Regions from separate parts of the Mus musculus genome. Here region 2 is linked to region 1. The links are chromatin contacts, called in public Hi-C maps. All regions are on one chromosome and are shown on one strand. Each heading gives the region's core, a stretch centred on a gene start, on an enhancer-like site or on the middle of the called end of the contact. The rest is flanking DNA. Distances are from core to core; before and after follow the strand shown. Region 1 has its middle 4.4 kb from the start of Gm31871. Region 2 overlaps Gm3331 (a long non-coding RNA gene).

Evidence for each region. A called contact is a pair of places that touch in the nucleus more often than the background predicts.
Region 2: a Hi-C map of CD8 T cells shows a contact between it and region 1, with 4 times the contacts expected there. The contact joins two enhancer-like sites. A contact is called at or near these places in 3 of 15 datasets of contacts at CTCF or cohesin (the NIH/3T3 cell line and pro-B cells), 25 of 484 Hi-C or Micro-C datasets (3T3-L1-derived adipocytes, B cells, CD4 T cells and 10 more) and 4 of 115 datasets of contacts at active chromatin or transcription factors (fibro-adipogenic progenitors, large pre-B cells, memory CD8 T cells and 1 more).

The regions. Positions count from the first base shown.
Region 1 is chr9:32,587,150-32,593,139 of GRCm38.p6, forward strand. No RefSeq gene overlaps it. Among named protein-coding and RNA genes, the nearest start is that of Gm31871, 4.4 kb to the right of the region's middle. Within about 2 kb of position 3,647, at least 9 of the 459 cell types and tissues checked have an H3K27ac peak or open chromatin away from gene starts, as enhancers often do. A contact at or near this core is called in CD8 T cells, where this site is marked.
Region 2 is chr9:32,812,435-32,818,424 of GRCm38.p6, forward strand. All of the region lies in intron 2 of Gm3331 (a long non-coding RNA gene), which reads left to right. Among named protein-coding and RNA genes, the nearest start is that of Gm3331, 32 kb to the left of the region's middle. Within about 2 kb of position 3,262, at least 48 of the 459 cell types and tissues checked have an H3K27ac peak or open chromatin away from gene starts, as enhancers often do. A contact at or near this core is called in CD8 T cells, where this site is marked.

The sequences.
Region 1 (5,990 bases), core at 2,397-4,896:
CCAACTATGAGACAACATGAATTGTGTCCTTGAAACTGATTGTGTTAGAAATTTGTCGCAGTGACAGAAGGCTAATATGGACTCTTCTTCAAGCCTTTCTTCGGTCTCTGCCTCTTTGAAGGACACTTAGGATGGTTAGTTTTCTGTATCAGGTTGGCTGGGCTGTAATGTGCCACATAGCTGTCTGGTCAGTCTCCAATCTAGACAGTGTGGAACAAATAGTTTTAGATGGGATAAGCATGGCACTCAGCAGCTCATTTCCTCTCTTGACAGGTAGGTGGAAGGGATCATCTAATGTGAGGGAGGCCCTGTCTCAGGAGAAAAGACTGATGTCAACCCCCCAGGGAACAAAGAATTCTGCCTCCACACTCAAACTCAAGATGACGAGGCACAACCCCTCCACTACCACGAGCTGCATTTCCTCTTCAGCTGAGAACCTGGGCTTGTCTTGAACTCTCTTTCCTCCACGGTTGTGTAAGTAAGCCTGGCTGAGCTTGATCTGCAATACTTGCCTCGTCCTGTTAGCCCTGCACTGAGGCTTGGCCTCCTGCTGTAGTGCCCCTCCAGACAGAAACAGCCTGGACACTCACTGAGAACTCCCTCTCAGCAGCCAGTGCCCTACAGGCCTCTTGCTGGCTTCTTGTATTTTCCCAGCCGAGTAGCTCAGTTCAGCTGATCGTGCATCTCACAGATGGTTGTGAGTCTCTGGCGTCTCTGATTCTTTTGGATTACCAACCTGTTCTCAGCCCCACCTCCCGCTCCCATGCTCCATTCAACGGGCAGTTGTCTGAATGGCATTGTCAATCCTTGATTCTGTGTGTTCATCTTTCTCAATAGAGCAGTACACTGTTCTACACGCCTCACCCAACTTGTGCGCACGCGCACATCATGGATTTTTGCACATGACCAATGACTTGAACCCTGAAGCCCAGCTCTGCAATGCTAATTGCTGCCTTTGGTCCCACACTTTAGGAAGCAGAGTAATGATAAACGGAGTTTTCAACTCTATTGACTTTTTTTTCACAACTGATTTTCTAAAGCTGTTGTGTTATTACTGAAATGCTTGGTTTCCTAGCTCGGCTGGCACCCGACTCTTCTCCTCAGCTCCCTTTCCCGCTTCTTCTCAGTTAGACCTTCTTCCATGCCCTTTTCTGTGTTGATTAAACTTCCCCCACTTGCTTCCAGCTTCCTTCTGCCCCGTCAGTCCAAGGACTTACGACGTTACTCATTCCCATTTTCGGAAAAGTGAGACTCTCAGGGTTATCTTTCAATTGTCTCCATCTTTTCTTGCTTCGTTCCCATTTAGCTTCTGACAGTAGAGCCCCAAGTCTTTCCAGCAAGTTTCTTTGAGGCTGGGCCCCCCAGGATCACAGAGACCCCCACTTTTTCCCAGAAAAAAAGGCTCTCAGAAGCTTTGTCTTTGCTCTACCAGATGAACATTTTGGAGATCTGGGGGCTGGGGGTCTAGGGAAGGTCACGTTTCCTTGCCTGGAGCCCTTGAACACCCTGGGAGATTTTGAGGCCAGGAGGCCACTTGATTTCTTCCTGGGCTGGTGACAGTCAGGTAGTGTTTAAGGGGCAAGCAGCCAGCTCGGGGAGTTGTGAGCTTTGTCTAATTTCCCAGCTGTAAATCGACTCAGCTGCTGAGGTTTGGAGGAATCCATTACTATATCCATATTGGTCCTTAACGTGCAAAGGGCTGTTTACTTTCCTCTGTGTTCACACTGTCTGTTCAGGTAACAAGAGGCTGAGCCCAGCCCCACAGAGTCAAGAGCAGTCCCCTGACTCCCTACACAGTTAAGGATTTACCCGTGTGTAATGGCTGAACCTTATTTGAGCTGGGGCATAGCTTGATGATTCCATTTGGGGACATTGTTATGGACATTTGAAAGTAACAAAGATGCTAGAAAGAAGTCCAAGACTCTCCTCTGACACTTGTCACTTCTTATGGCTCAGTTGTCCATCACAAGGTGCACCCAATATGACTGATGAACATTAGCTGCCCTTAAACATTTTAAATGATTTCAAGGAGAACCGAGGAACACTATTGTTAACATCCAATTAATTCACTTGTTTTTGTTTGTTTGTTTTGTTTTTTTGTTTTTTTTGTAATTTTTTTTGTTTTTTTGGGTTGTTTTTTGTTTTTGTTTTTGTTTTTTTGGTTTTTTTGCTTTGTTGTAAGTCATCTCTGAACTGGATTCTAATAGAACCCAAAATCCCATGGGATGAGGATAGAGATTTTTTTTCCCACCAGCTTTAGATGAAAAGAACTTACCTGCCTCCCTAGACTGCCCTTGTGGTCATTACTGCACCCAACAGTCTTGAGCAAAGAAGTGACAAATGGTGTCTTAACAGAGAAGCCAAGGGTCTCTGGGAGGGGCGTAGCCAACCTCTTCCTTAGTGAGGGTTCTGAAAGCCCACCTCACTCATGTTCCTTATTCTCGGAAGAGGAGAGCTCTGCTTTAAACATCATCAGGAGGAGGAGCCTTAGAAGCGCAGAGGAAACCTTCCCATACCACTGTTCCCACCTCAGCGGGAGCCCTGTCGTGTGTGTGTCCCCCCCCCCCCCAGCATGCGTCCTCCTTAGACCTCGGCACACTCTCTGCTTCAGTGCTCCAGAGAAGCTCACACAGCGCCTCTTCTGCCAACGTTCTAGTGCTTATATATGGGGGCCCCCTCTTCGCTGCAATGCCACGCTCTAGCATGCATGATACCCTCTCTTCTGTAGTCATCTCTAAACGTCTAGGGGGAAGGGTTCGTGTCTGCCCATCTCTGTCCTTAGCAGCTCCTAGGCAAAAGGCTGGGCGACCAGGAAGGTTTCTCTTAACTCACGATAGTCCAGAACTCAGAAGGCAGAAGAGACTAGGAGGGGCTGCCTATATGCTGGCCTCTGTTTTTTATCAGCATCTCAGGAGGAACGGGTAGTTGGCTACATTGTACCACGTGCATATGGCCAGCAGGGGTCGCTACAAAGCAGAGTTCGTGTCTTTGTCAAGGGATGGAGCCAGTCAGTAGGAGGAGAGAGGCCTTTAGCTGAAAGAATGTTCTTGCTTGAACTTCTGTTCTAAGAGGTCTCTTTCTGAAGAAAAAATGCCCTTTAAATGTGGCTTCCCCTATCCACAAAGACGACAGACTTTTCAGCTCTGTCCTCCTACCCCAAACTTACCTAGCCTTTTCATAAAAATGCACCATGCCCAGAGGGGCTCACTTTTTAAAGAAACACGAATAGCATATCTAGGTAGGAAGTGCTTTCGGAACTGATTGCCCCCTCCAACTTCTGAGGGTAAATACCAATAAGGAATTTTGAATAATAAAAAAATACTAAGAATTTGTAGTTAGGGTATATTGATATATATATTTTTAAAGTCAGATTTGGACAGCATGCAGACTGTCCAAATATCATTTACTGGTTTTTTACATTGTCAATATGACATTTCATTCCTGTATTCTTCCCTCACGATGAGAAAATATCATACACCTGTCAGACAGCATTATCAAAACAAGAATAAACATTGTTGAGGGTATGGGCAATTGGAACCTTTGCACTGTTGATGGGGATGCAGAAAGATGCCGCTGCCATGGCAACCTAAAACTAACGGAGACCCAGGGAAGAATCTGCTCCAGGGCCTTTTCCCAGAGGAGCTGACGTCAGCATCTTGTAGAGAACTAGCACTGCATTTTCATGGTTCTTACAGCATCGTTGACAGTGGCTAAGGGGTGAAAAATAGCCTAACTATTTTTGACAGCTAAATAGAGCAATCAAATGTGGTAGATACTTACAACAAAATATTGTTTACCTTTATCAATGAAAGAAGCCCTATTGCACGAGACAGCACAGATGGACCCAAGGACCTGCCTCTTCTGGAAATGACCTATCAAGAACCAGAGTCTAACTCAAGTTCCTATTAATTATTTTATGCCAGGCCAGCCACACTGTTTCTTCTTTGCTCTCCCAGCAGAAGGGCAGTCTGCCAGTGAGCAGGAGTCCTATGCGCAGGGTTGTTGGGTCTCCAGGCCATACCACCCGGACTCAAGCCTGCCTGTGCCAACTATGAGATGGGGTAACTATCAACTCACCATGGGCCTGGTTTCTTGTTGTTATAAAGTAGATAATAATACACCATAGATCACAGGGTCTGTGAGAATGAAATAGTTCGGTGCATGTTGAGAGCAAATAAATGGCAAGGAGAGAGAGAGAGGGAGAGAGAGAGAGAAAGAGAGAGAGAGAGAGAGAGAGAGAGAGAGAGAGAGAGAGAGAGAATAGACAGCCCCCCACCCCCCCAGACATGGCTCTGTACACTCTTCAGCCTGGCCTGGGATACTTTATCTGTAGTAACTGGGTGTGTTGTTATAGTTCTCTAAACACTACTGTGTAACAGCTATCTACACAGCGGTTACGTTGTTTAAAGCATTTGGAACCGGGTATGGACTTTACTCTTTGAGAGGCCTGGGTGGTGGTCCTAGAACCAATTTCCAAAAGAGAGCAAAGGATGCTCCTATCTTAATGCTCATAATATTTTATATCATGTAAAGAGAGAAACTGAGTCAAAGAGGCTAAGTAACAACCCTGTGCGGGACTTGAATCCAAGGCCTGTTTAATGCCTAAGCCCAACCCCTTCTCAACTGTGTGGCGGGAGCACCCACATCTGCACGGTGTGTCTGGACTGGATGACTAATGCAGCTGCTCGGTTTTGTTACACAGGGAGCAGCGGATCCTGCCTACGTGGGAACTTACCCTGGCTGGCCAGGCATGCTCTAGACACCGTATCCTCTTTTCCTGTACCTCTCCTTCTTGGCCTTAAGAGGGCGCCATTGAGCCATGTTCTTCAAGTTCCAGGCTACTACACTCCACAGTACAATTTGAAATTTCACAGGATGAGAAAGACAAACTCAAAGGGCTGAAACGCTAACTGCTGAGACTTTTATCTTTGTGACAAAACAGATCTCAAAAAACAAACTCGCTCTACTGCAGGAACCAGAGGACTTTTCAGAAGTCAAGGTTATTGCAACCTGTGGTTTTTCCTTTGTTTTGCTCAGCGTACTTGATAGAGAAAGATACAAAACGGTCTTAAAACAAAACAAAACACAAAAAGCAGCAACAAGACACACAGCAACTCTGAAGACAGCGTCAAGGGCAGGCGGCAGCTTTAACCTTGTCAGGGAAGGTGTCTTAGAGCTTGTCTCTCCATGACAGGATAAAACAAATGTTTAACTCCTTTTAATGCTAGCAGGAATGCAGCCTGCCAGGGAACACAGCAACCCTGGGAAGTAATTAGAATTATTTTTCCTTTGCTTATTCACCAAAGCTGAGTTTCTAAATTGAGTGTCTTCCCTAGGTAGCTGTCACCAGGAGAAGCCAACTGTCTCAAAATGCCAGCCTTTATCCACCTGGGGCATTACCACATCCACTTTGGGATCCTCGAGCTGGCTCTACATTGGCCTCCTCCTCAGGGAGCCTCCTGGGTTGGTCTTACATTTTTTCTTGAAGAATCCACAGAGGCCCACAATTGGCCTTTGTCTGTGCACAATGGTGGGTAGTGTCCTTGCTGTCACTGGAAAGAAGGAGGCTGGCCCGGCTCCAAAGAGAACTCCTCTAGGGGAGAGGGTACAGTTTGGTGGTAGAAGAGAGCTTGCCTAGCGTCCAGGAAGCCTGGGGTGCTATACTCACTAGAAAAGGTGGAGGAAAGAAAGAAAAGAAGACAAAGAAAAGAAGAGAAAACAAGAGAAGAGGGAATTGTCTAATCCCATGACTTCTGGGTACCACCAGACCATTTCCGAATTAAACACGCTCCACTTAGCTTCCCTAACAATCTTGTGAACAATTCTGTTTAACAGGGCACAGAGCCCGAGAGGTGGCTTAAATGCCCTAGATCTATCACATCTAACAGAGTGGTCGTGCTAAGGCCCTGGCCTTTGTAATTCAAGTCCAGGGCTCCTTAAATTGCCAGTGTTAACTTTCTGAGCAGTGGCCAGGGCTGAAGGTCAAATAC
Region 2 (5,990 bases), core at 2,012-4,511, 220 kb after region 1:
TTTTTTCATATATTTGGGTTGGAAGTCAATTTTATTCAATATTAGAATGGCTACTCCAGCTTGTTTCTTTGGACCATTTGCTTGGAAAATTGTTTTCCAGCCTTTCACTCAGAGGTAGTGTTTGTCTTTTTCCCTAAGGTGGGTTTCCTGTAAGCAGCAAAATGTTCGGTCCTATTTGTATAGCCAGTCTATTAGTCGAGGTCTTTTCATTGGGGGAACTGAGTCCATTGATGTTGAGAGAAATTAAAGAAAAGTAATTGTTGCTTCCTATTATTTTTGTTGTTAAAGTTGGGATTCTGTTCTTTTGAGGCTGTCTTCTTTTAGGTTTGTTGAAGGATTACTTTCTTGTTTTTTCTAGGGTATAGTTTCCATCTTTGTGTTGGTGTTTTCCCATTATTATCCTTTGAAGGACTGGATTTGTGGAAAAATATTCTGTGAATTTGGTTTTGTCATGGAATACTTTGGTTTCTCCATCTATGGTAATTGAGAGTTTTGCTGGGTATAGTAGCCTGGGATGGCATTTGTGTCCTCTTAGGGTCTGTATAACATCTGTCCAGAATCTTCTGGCTTTCATAGTCTCTGGTGAGAAGTCTGGTGTAATTCTAACAGGCCTGCCTTTATATGCTACTTGACCTTTTCCCCTTACTGCTTTTAATATTCTATCTTTATTTAGTGCAATTTTTTTGTTCTGATTATTATGTGTTGGGAGGTATTTCTTTTCTGGTCCAGTCTATTTGGAGTTCTGTAGGCTTCTTGTATGTTCATGGGCATCTCTTTCTTTAGGTTTGGGAAGTTTTCTTCTATAATTTTTTGAAGATATTTGCTGGCCCTTTAAGGTGAAAATCTTCATTCACATCTACTCCTATTATCTCTAGATTTGGTCTTCTCATTGTGTCCTGGATTTCCTTGATGTTTTGAGTTAGGACCTTTTTGCATTTTGCATTTTCTTTGATTGTTGTGCCCATGTTCTCTATGGAATTTTCTGCATCTGAGATTCTCTCTTCCATCTCTTGTATTCTGTTGCTGATGCTCGCATCTATGGTTCCTGATTTCTTTCTAGGGTTTCTATCTCCAGAGTTGTCTCACTTTGGGTTTTCTTTATTGTTTCTACTTCCCTTTTTAGGTCTTAGATTGTTTTGTTAAATTCAATCACCTGTTTGATTGTATTTTCCTGTAATTCTTTAAGGGATTTTTGTGGTTCCTCTTTAAGGACTTCTAACTGTTTAGCAGTGTTTTCCTGTGATCCTTTAAGGACTTCTTCCTGTTTAGCAGTGTTCTCCTGAATTTCTTTAAGTGAGTTATTAATGCCCTTCTTAAGGTCCTCTACCAGCATCATGAGATATGATTTTGAATCTGAATCTTGCTTTTCGGGTGTGTTGGGGTATCCAGGACTGGCTGAGGTGGGAGTGCTGTGTTCTGATGATGGTGAGTGGTCTTAGTTTCATTTGGCAAGATTCTTACGTTTGCCTTTTGCCATCTGATAATCTCCGATGTTCGTTGTTATAGTTGTCTCTGGCTGAAGTCTGTTCCACCTGCAATTCTGTTAGCCTCTGTCAGCAGTCCTGGGAGTCCAGCTCTCTTCTGAGTCTCAGTGGTCAGAGTACTCTCTTTAGGCAACCTCTCCTCTTGCAGGGAAGGTGCACAGAGGTCTGGAGTTCAGACCTGCCTCCTGGCTGAAGATGAAGCCCTGAAACAGGGCCTGTCCCAGAAGATGTGTTGCTGCATCAGTCTGCACACTCACCTGCACAGATTTGTATTAGAGGGACCTGGGAGACAAGATGGCTCCCTCACCTGCCCTGGAGATCAGAGTCTGCCCAGGTGGCCACCTCTCCTCTAGCGGGGTAGATGCCCGGATGTCTGCAGCCCAAAACAGGGCCTGTCCCAAAAGCTGTGTCGATTCTGCAGTCTGTTCGCTCACCTTCTGCAGTCCCTTGTCAATATTTTCTAAAACAAAGAAAAAATTAGGGAAATTGTTGGAATTGGTAGAATCTGCCATCTTCTAGAAAACTAGGAAGTAACAAATTGAAAAAACTCTTGGTTATGCCAGATGTGGACAGCTGCTGATTTAGAAATATAGGAAGTTTTGAGCAAAGGGAAGAAAGGAAGAATGTATGTTACTAGAAGTCTGTGTAAGAAATAGAGAAATGTGAATGGAACACTCAGCTTCCATGAACTCAAAACTGTAGATAATATAAACAGGGGTATTAGGGATGAAATGTCTCAGGGCATACTCTGATTCTCTTCATAGATGACGAAAGGCAAAGGAGACATCTGGTCCCTGTACCTATGTCTGCTAGATCTATGTTTGGAATATTAGTGTTGTGTGCAAGGGTCCATGGTTACATGACTCCTAGGATAGCGGTCTCTAAATGTATATGGGCCGTGACTTTCTTTGTTTTATGGAATAAAGCTACTCTCTTTCATCCATTGCTCTAAACAACAATAGCAAAAACAAAAACAAAAACAAAAACAAAAAAACAAAAAACAAACAAACAAACAAAACCCCCCCATATCAGGCTAACTGAAAGTGAATCAGAAAACCATGGACTTAGATGAAATCAGGCTGTCTGGTGTTCAAATTTGGGTCAAATTCCAGAGTTTTAGTACTGAATTCCTTTGTATAATTTCTTATCAGATATATCATTAATGTCCTTGCCTAGGATTGATAAGCATTCTATGGACTGAAAAGGACTGAAAAGTTACTGTGAGCTTATTTGAGCTAATCTTTCAAAGATGAGGGACTTTATTTTCAATTTCTTTGGGGGATCCAAAATGCCATGCAAATGACCAGTGTGGGTCGCTTAATTGTTTGGGGTCAGACAAAATCTGGCAGGGGAGGATGGGCTTTGGTTTTGCAAATTGATGATTGCACAAACTGGGGAATGGATAACAACTTCTCTTTTCCAGAATGGCTTTCTCAGCATATGGGAACCACAACCAAGTTAGCAGGATCCTGAAGCAAGCAGGCGGACATGGACCAAATTCCAGAGAATAACATGGGGAATCCAGGGGGTTATCCTTACCTCACATAAGGATGTATATATAGCTCACATGAGGACACTAAGCTTCTTCTTAGCCTTCTTCAACTTCTTCTCAGTCTCATTTATTACACCAGAACACTCAACTGCTGGTCGCTTGGTCCGCCACTGTTACATCCTCTTCTGAAAAGCTCGAAGGAAGCACAGTGACATTCTGCCTGTAGTTGGCACAGCAGTGAGATCAGTATGCACACTACATATGCGGTCTGCTTTATAACGTTATTGCTCAGAAACAGGATGGAGGGTGTGCTGGCTCAGAGGTACTGGGAGAACCACAAAAGAGACACCTGGTGAGAGCTGCAAAGGAAGCAAGGACTGCTGACAAGGGTCACTTGGTGTGAGGTTCTCCACTGGGCACAAGATTACTTGGCCAATCTATTCCAAGTGGGGCATTTTTTTCCCTGTGGAACGTTCCCTTATCCCTCCTTCTTTTCCACCTTTCCAGAATTTCTGAAGATACTTTCATCTCTGACCATCTGCCATTGTTTTACCTTACCACCACTGCCCATGCGACATATAGAGGCTGTTAAATGGACAGATGATTGAGACTGTGGTATGGAAGAGGAGCTATTAGAACATTTAAACCCTGAGAATCTTGCATGTGGGGTATCATTCCTTTCTTTATGATTTTTATGCTAATAGTTTGGTGGCAAAATATTTTACCAGAGACCGGGGAGTGACCAACAACCAAACCATTTGGAAGAAGCCATTCTACATCAAAACTTGTCTATCATACCCTTAAAATCAGCCAATTACTGTGGCAATTTGTGTGAGAGAGTGTGTGTGTTCTTTCACTTTTCTTATTCTTTGAGGCAAGAGAAAACATTACTTGCGTGCTAATGGGCAGAGGTCTTTCAGGGCGCATGCGCCAGAGCATATACTTTTCTACAGGGTCCTCCTGCTTGGTGTTTCTGTAAGCAGAGCAGAATCACATTGCACCATTGCTTCCTTTCTCTCTGTGCTTAGAAGCTTGACCACTCCAGAGACTGCTGCACCAAGGGCTTCTGAGAAATGCAACCCTTGCCTGAGGATGCTGGGAAGAAATAGCAGCGGAGCCAGTGTCCTCTTTACAGAACTCCTCAAGTCACAGAACGCTGAGTTCTCCTGGTGGTCATGGGTTCATGCTACTTCATCTTACAGCTAAAGAGACCGACTTCCAGAGGGAAAAAAAGAAACTTGACTAGACCTTCCCTACAACAGAGCTGGGACACAGCCTGGGCTTCTAAGCTCCCTGTAGTCAACTGCAGCTCCCCAGGGCTTCCTCCTTCCTTCCTCCAAATCTGGAGGACCCGAGAGGGGACAGCTGTGGGTAGTTTTGCGCACAGGTGTTTCCGTTGGTTCCCAGACTCTGCTGCTTTTCTGGGAGACTCATTTGTAGGCTTTGCCCCGTCTCTTGAGATTCCCGGATCGCAGTCTAGACCGACTCCAGAGACTTCCTTCTCAGGGGCATCCAAGAGAGGTCAGCTATTCATTCTCGCCTGAGTCATAAGGGGTGGGCACGGTCCCAGGATCTTGCTTCTTAAGACTCAGCTCAATGTCCACCTGACTCAGCAGGAGCTGCTGACTTTCCTGGGGATGCTCTCACCAGAAGTTATGAGGTTGTGTTTCTGTTTCTGTGAGGAGGAGACAAAAAGAGCTGACAGTGACCACTGGGAAGGAGAAGGCACACACACAAACACAGCATTCTCAACCCTATAAATAACCCTAATTAAAAAGAAAACACCAGCATGCTCTCATCTTTTTAACTTTTTTTCTGGTTGGACATCATGGGAGGTCCTCCCAGAGGAACATCTAGGCTTGCCAACAATAACCAGGCTCTGAGAAAGAGAAGTTTCTATGTCTCTGTCTCTCTCTGTCTCTCTGTCCCTCTGTCTCTGTCTGTCTCTGTCTCTATGTCTCTGTCTCCCTGTCTTTGTCTCTCTCTCTGTCTCTCTCCCCCTTTGTCTCTGTCTTTCTGTCTCTCTCTCTCCCCCTCTCTCCCAGCCAGTTCGAATCTCAAGCATCTTTTTCTCACCATTCGTTCTGATCCTCCCTTCCCCCTTTCTGTTCTTTAAGGTGATGCTCACCCTGTCTCTGAATTTGTATTCTACCCTGAAGTATGAAGCACTGTCAGTTGATTTATGAGGGCAGTTCAGTGGGGCATCATTCATCACACAATTAAAATAGTGCATGAGGGCTTCCCCTGGAGGGAGGTTTTGGCTATTCTAGACTCATTTTTAAAACGGACCAGATAACAGGAGACACAGCACAGAAGTCGCTTTCTCTTACAAAACAGGAGGAATGGGGAATGCAGCTTAGCTGTCTAAGAAAGCTCTTTGAGCCCCACCAGGAGGGCAGAGTCTCTGTACAACTAGAGTATGGGGAGGCTACTTCAGGTGACAGTCTGAGGTCCCAGTGTGGCCCAGCCTTCTGTTTTGTGAAAGAGGATCCAGGCCTGAGAATTTTATAGGACCCTCCCTACGCTCCAGGACACACAGTGGGACATGAACTGAATGGAGGAAGAACTAAGCGCTCAGTTTCAAGTTAGAGTTCTTCAGCATTTAAACTTAGAAAGTATGGTCATTTAATTCCCAACATTGTAAAACAGAACAAAACAAAGCATTGCGAGAAGTTTTACTAGCTTAGATTGATGCAGCTAAACATCAGCAGGGCCAAAGGCTCTCATAAATGCAGCAATCCTAGGTGGTCTCTTCAACATCACACTCCTTATTTGTGTGTCTCATGCCAGTTTTAGATCCCCAAACAATCCCACACACTTAGACCACAACTATTTATTGAGCATAAATATTTAGTGCCCCTCCATGCTTCCAAGTATCCAGTGAATAATGCTATCATTTTATTAATGACACTGAACTCCCCCCTCTCTGTATGTGTGTGTGCATGTAATGTGCATGTGTGGTATTCAGTGTGTGCATAGAGGCTTCCATATGTCTGAGTGTTTATATGCATTCG